2 separate regions of the Rattus norvegicus genome follow, and region 1 is linked to region 2. Evidence: chromatin contacts called from public Hi-C data. All regions are on one chromosome and are shown on one strand. Each heading gives the region's core, a stretch centred on a gene start, on an enhancer-like site or on the middle of the called end of the contact. The rest is flanking DNA. Distances are from core to core; before and after follow the strand shown.

Region 1 (3,282 bases), core at 134-2,633, 130 kb after region 2:
TCACCTCTGATTGAAGAGATGATTCCAGGATGGAGAGTTAAAAGAATGAAACATGAAGCCTCTAGGAGTAGTGTCCAGGGAAGCTATTCTGTGTGGTAACCCGACTGGGACTCAGGCAGATTGGAGGAGGTAGTACGGAGCCTGCAGGCAGACAGAAGCTAGAACTTAAGGATCTAAGAATGAACATAGAAAAACTCTAGGGAGTGAGGGTGAGGCTGGTTGTGGAGGATGTGGGCCTAACAGGAGCAGAACCGGCTGAGGGTTTGGGGCTAGTAATTGTGAGGTGTTGCGGTACTCAGTGAAAGATGTCTCCCACAGCTGCTCTCCACCTTAAATTTTGGAACGGTCTTTCACTGAACATGGGACTAGCAAATTTAGATTGGTTGGCTAGCAAGTCCCAAGGATTCTCTTGTCTCTGTCTTCCCAGCACTAAGATTACAGGCACACAGTGCCCTGTCAATTTCTTAGGGATGTCAGGGCAACAGGCACTTTAAATACAGAGCCATCTGTCTGGCCTCCTAGATCTGCCCATTCTTTTCTATTTTCCATCTATAGAGTCAAGCATGTGGGAGCTATCTTTGACACATTCAACCTAGAACCATAACTAAACATGCCCTCTACCAAAGTTTGAAGGCTCTTCAGGATCCAGGGATTAACCGCTCCTGCAATAGGAACTAGTGTCTGATAACAAGCTAGACAACCGCGTTAATGTTTTTGTAAAATTTGATCATTGGAAAATGTATCTGGCGTGTGTCAATCAAGCGAGAACCTGTCGCTTGGTCTTATCTGAGATTAGGACGGTGATAAGCAATCTGCTTAGGAAGCAGCTGGAGTTTGGATCAAACGTTAGAGACCAGGCCTGAATCCAAAAAAAAAAAAAAAAAAACAACTTCCACTAGGGAGAAAGTCACAGTAAACCGGCAAGTCCAGAGGTGTTGGTTGCTGAGTTCACGTTTTGGCGAATAACAGTCAAACCTAAAATTTCTTTGTCAGTGTAGGTTTTGGCATTGCTGCTGTTTTCCAATGACCCAAACACATAGAAATACATGAGTAGGTAGGTCCGCGCATCCACAGTCCAGCCTGAGTAGTGACATCTTGAGAATGGGATGCTCCTGCCCAGGGACAGCCTGCAGCCGCCGGCCGGGGACACTAGAACCATCACACACTCCAGGCAAGGGGTCAGCGTCCTTGTCATTGAGATCCAAGGTCAAAAAGTACGGTCTTTTGGCTCTCCCGCGCAGCAGTTTGCTGCGTTCGTGTTCTCGCACAGGCATCGCGTTGGACAGGCCGGCGCCTCCGTGACGTCACAACCCGGCGCGCGCGATGACGTCATTGAGCCGCCCCTGCGGAAGGCCCCCTCGCCACTCTTGTTGGCTGTTCGTGGTTCTAAGGAACAGAAGCATGGCGCGAGAGCTGCGAGCTCTGCTGCTGTGGGGCCGCGGGCTGCAGTCTGCACTGAGGGCTCCCGCGCTGGCGGGAGTCCGGCGAGGTGAGCGCGGCACGAGAGCGCAAAGAAGGGAGGCCTCACTGCTCGGGGACTGCTACGTTGGGCGGGAAGTAGGAAGAAGCGGTCGTTTCTAGCGAGCGGAATCGTGCTCTGATCAGTCCCTGATATTCCTGATTGCAGGAGCTCCCGGGCTTGGGTTGACTCGTTCGTTGCATGCGGCTGTGCACACTCTCAGCTCTTGCAGAGGTCAAGCCCTGGGGTAACTACGGTGAACAAAACCAACGGTCACCCGGACTTCAGGAAGCCAATGAACTCCGGGTGTTCGATCTACAACTATTTTTTACATAAAAGGGCCCAAGTCAAGTATGAGTTGTGCTAAAGAATCTTAACGTTTCTAGCATTCCTTACACAAATTTTTTGTTACGCATATACAGGTACACTAGCTTTCTAATGGCTTCGAAGTTCTGTCGCTCTCATCCACCACTAAATGTTCTGTTGGCCACAAAAATCGTTAACAGCGTTTCACAGATTTGAGTGAGCGATTACTTAAGTCTTTAGGAACATGTTTTCGGCCTTTTTATTTCAGTATTAACTAATTTGCCAAATTTCACCTCAATTTTTTTATTGAGTATGGGGAGAGAGACAGGATTTCACTATGTTGTTCTGCCTGGCCTGGAACTTGCTACAATAGACCAGGCTGGTCACAAACTCAGAGATTCATCTGCCTCCCAGAATGTTGGCATTAAAGTTGTGTGCTACTGCGCCTGGTGCCCAAAAAAAACCTTTTTTTTTTTTTTTTTGTCTATATCCTCAATAGCAAAACTGATTGTCTCATAGTATCTCCTCTAACATTTAAGTGTGTCTTTAAAACAAAACACCAAAAAGAGAGTTCCCAAAGGCAGTTTGTGCTTGGCTTGCATAGGTCCTGAATTGGTCCCCAGTACCACTGAAAATACTAAAAAAAGAGCCCGGTGTAGAAGACATCTCTTGTGAACAGTCAGAGAGACTGGTTTACTTGACGGTGGATCAGTTTCTTCTCTATGCTTTCCTTTTTTTTTTTTTTTTTTTTTTTTTGGGGGGGGGGTGTTCTTTTTTTTTCCGGAGCTGGGGACCGAACCCAGGGCCTTGCGCTTCCTAGGCAAGCGCTCTACCACTGAGCTAAATCCCCAACCCCTATGATTTCCTTTTTGTGCCTGTGCGTCATGTTCTGCAAATGCCTTCTCAGCCTTGGCAAGTTTGCTCAGTCTGTTCCGAAAGGCTAACTCTGGAGCCTCCCTCCAGCTGTGTATTTGCAACATTGGTGCTCCTTTTCACTGTCTCGGGGATTTGTTTTTTTCCCCCCAGCAGAGTAGTGGCACTAATTCTCCATGGGTCTTAGGTGGAGAAAATACATACACAGTATCCGTTTCCTATTGGGGAGTTAGCCACTTCATTAAAGCTCTGATTTCAGCTTCCTTGTCTTGGCTCCTCCTGGGAAGTATGAGCTCTCAAGAACCCCAACCTGTTGATTGATGGATTGATTGGTTGGTTGGTTGGTTGACTGACTGCTTCTCCAGAACTTCCCTGAATTCTGTCTTTGCTGGTGTTCCTAAGTCCATGATTGCCATGGTAGGATATGCAGACAGGAAGTGGCACTCCATGTAACTAGCTCTCACCTGTGTCTTCTGTAAATTGGAGATGGTCTGACTGACATTTGTAATTAATTTCACTGCTGGTGAAATTAGCCAGATTAGGTTATATTAAAGGCAGGTTTATTGGGAAGCTGCTCTGGGGTGGGCCCAAGGACCAAGGCCAGGGAAATTGGCATGGGAAATGGGGGGTGTGAAGGGGAGAGA
Region 2 (2,998 bases), core at 91-2,590:
CTTTTCCCCCTTCCTGCCTCAGTTTCCCTATCTGCACACAGAGCTGAGGACCTTCTGTAACCTGCAGGCGCCACTAAGCCATCACTAACAGGGCGAGGGGAAGAGGCGCAGGTTGCTCAGGCGTCTTCCCAGTCCGATGTCACACTGGAGGCTTGCGAGCTAGGAGGCGAGGAGCCAGCTGCGAAGAGGGAGAGCTGCCGGGGCAGGACCGGACGGGCAGGGCCCGGATCAGCGCCGACTCCGCGCCCAGGGGCCTAGGCTCGAGCCCAGGGCGCCCTCCCCGCTCGTGCCGCCTTTCTGACACCGTCAGAACAAAAGTGGCCGTCTGCTTTGCGCCCTTCGCGTCCCGCAGGCCCGGCCCAGCGCCTCAGCCCGTCGCCTCACGCACTGCCGCCGCGCCTTCGACCCTTCCACCCGAGCGCACTCGGCTCTTTCCGCCGCGGCCGGCGCAGGTGGAGGGGGCGGGGCGGGGGCCGTGCGTGGTGACGCCGCGGGGGGTGACGTACAGGCGTGCCCCGCCCCCTCCCCCTCCCCGTTCAGGCTCTGGAAAGAGAAGAAAAAAAACTTTCTTTTTTTTTTAATTGAGGAATCAACAGCCGCCATCTTGTCGCGGATCCGACCGGGGCTTCGAGCGCGATCTACTCGGCCCCGCCGGTCCCGGGCCCCACAACCGCCCGCGCACCCCGCTCTGCCTGGCCGGCCCGCTCCGCCCGGCCCTCGGCGCCCGCCCCGGCGGCCCCGCTCGCCTCTCGTCTCGGCCTCCCGGAGCCCGGCGGCGGCCGCGGCGGCGGCGGCGGCCGCGGCGGCGGCGGCACGGGGTGGGGGGGCCGCGGCGCGGCGGCGGCCCCGCTCGGCGCATTGTTTTTCCTCACGGCGGCGGCGGGCCGCGGGCGGGCGGCGGAGCCCAGAGCCCCCCGGTCGTCCGGCCGCGGGCGAATTCATTAAGTGGGGCGCGCGCGGTGGGGGGGCAGCGAGGCGGCGGCGGCGGTACCACCATGTTCCCGGGCGCCGCCTGAGCCGCGGGGCCGGGCGCCGTCGCTGCCAGCCGGGCCCGCGGAGGCGGCCGGGCCGCTTGGGTGCCCGGGCCGCGGAGTGTCGCGCTCGGGAGGCGGGCAGGGGATGAGGGGGCCGCGGCCGGCGGCGGCGGCGGCGGCCGGGGGCGGGCGGTGAGCGCTGCGGGGCGCTGTTGCTGAGGCTGAGATTTGGCCGCCGCCTCCCCCACCCGGCCTGCGCCCTCCGCGGCCCGGCCCGCGCTCCTGCGCTCGCTCTTCGCTGGCTAGCCTGCTCGCTGCCGCCGGCCCGACCCCCGTCCGGGCCGCGTCGCGCCGCCCGCGCTTAGGGCTGTTTCCGCGAGCAGGTGAAGATGGCCGAGAACTTGCTGGACGGACCGCCCAACCCCAAACGAGCCAAACTCAGCTCGCCCGGCTTCTCCGCGAATGACAGCACAGGTGAGGTTGGCCAGGCTCGCTGTCAAGAATCCGCCGTGGGGAGGGAGCTGAGGGTCGCAGTGGCGGGAGACTCTGTCCCGGGCCTTGGATGCGCTTCCCTGCTGGGGAGGAAAAGTGAAGCGGGGGCGCGGCCGAGTGTCCGCACGCGTGGCCGGCCAGGATGACAGCGGAGGGGACCTTGGAGGTTTGGAGTGAGAGAATGCGACCAGAGGTAATGAAAGCTTTCAGGATCGGAACCCCACTCTAGGCGCTGCAGTCGCGGACACAGCTGCTGCCTTCTTACGAGTTGCGACTGAGAAGTTTCTTGGAATGTGTTGCTTGGGAAAACGCTTAGTGGTTATTTAGAAACTCTTGATTTTTTTTTTTTTGATCACCTAGTATTTTTTTTTTCAAAACCCCAAACCTCACTTGCGAGTTGTCATCAAAGTTGCTGTGGTGTCTTTCATTTACATACGTAACCTTAAAAAGAAGCTAGCAGGCTTTTAAAAGTCCATTTGGCCTCAGTCTGCCTTTGAGGTTGAGATGGTTTTACAGTGAAGATGTAAAATTAAAAAAATTAAGGACTTTAAATCTTTCAGGGAAAAAGAAAAAAGCGAGATACTCTTAAATCTTTTCCCCGACTCACTAAATAGCTTCCTTTCAAACTTTCTTAGGTGATCGTATCAGGTCGCCAAGAGTTTTCTGTTCGTTCAGTAATTCAGAGTTCTCTGGATAGCTCTATGATAACCTTGCCAATGATTCGAATTTCCTCTTTTAAGCTCTTCTTCCAAATTAAAAAAAGAAAAAGAAAAAAAAACTTGTACGCTGCTGCAAACAATGCCGGCTTAGCGCAGCTAGCATTTCTCTAGTACGTACTTGTAGCGGCATCTGAAAACCAGTTTCTGATGAATGGGTCGAAATCAAATTACATTGCTGCCTGCAGATTGGCGCTAGACACAGATGTTCAAGTTGTGGAACTTTATGCGACTTTATATAAGAATATTAAAAATATTTCTACTGTGAAACAAAGCTTCGATTTCATGGCTTCAGTTTGAATAGTATTCCTGGAATCCAGTCATGAAAGGAGACGGGTAACATTGGTTAATGTAGAAATGAGAGGGGAGTGTTCTCCCTCCTCCATCACTTTTCAGAAGATTTTTGTTGACTTAAAACTTGTTGAGCAGTAGGAAGGAGTAAATAAGTGAACGATTCATAGGTAGGTAGGGAAAAGCCACTGATGGTGCTTTTACTTTTAAATGACAAGTTGAGTTTGATGTTTATTTTCATAAAGATCTTAACTTATTGATGAGAATTGTGGAAACGGTGGTTAAGTACACTTCTACAGAATAGAGCTGGCTCCCTTGCTTTAGTAATCTTGCTATGCTTGAGCCAGAAGACTGTAATCATGTGAAATGTAGATCATACCAGACAAGTTTCGTCCTGAAGTTTATCCTCTGACACTGGTAACTTGAAGACTTTACAGCTTTGCTGTTACAGAGTGAGGTTGTTGTAGATTTTTTTCTTAAAGTGGGGCAAATTAATAAGACCATAAAAAGGCCTGTAGTATCTTA

What was found. A called contact is a pair of places that touch in the nucleus more often than the background predicts.
Region 1: a contact with region 2 is called in a Hi-C map of liver, with 3 times the contacts expected there. The contact joins the promoter of Trap1 here to the promoter of Crebbp in region 2. A contact is called at or near these places in 7 of 12 Hi-C or Micro-C datasets (frontal cortex, hepatocytes, kidney and 4 more) and 1 of 1 datasets of contacts at active chromatin or transcription factors (oligodendrocytes).

Annotation. Positions count from the first base shown.
Region 1 is chr10:11,969,876-11,973,157 of GRCr8, forward strand. Trap1 (TNF receptor-associated protein 1) reads left to right here and starts at 1,384. Exons shown (of 18, transcript NM_001039001.1): 1 at 1,384-1,489. The coding sequence starts at 1,402.
Region 2 is chr10:11,841,000-11,843,997 of GRCr8, forward strand. It overlaps Crebbp (CREB binding protein), which reads left to right and starts at 1,341. Exons shown (of 31, transcript NM_133381.4): 1 at 1,341-1,448. The coding sequence starts at 1,364.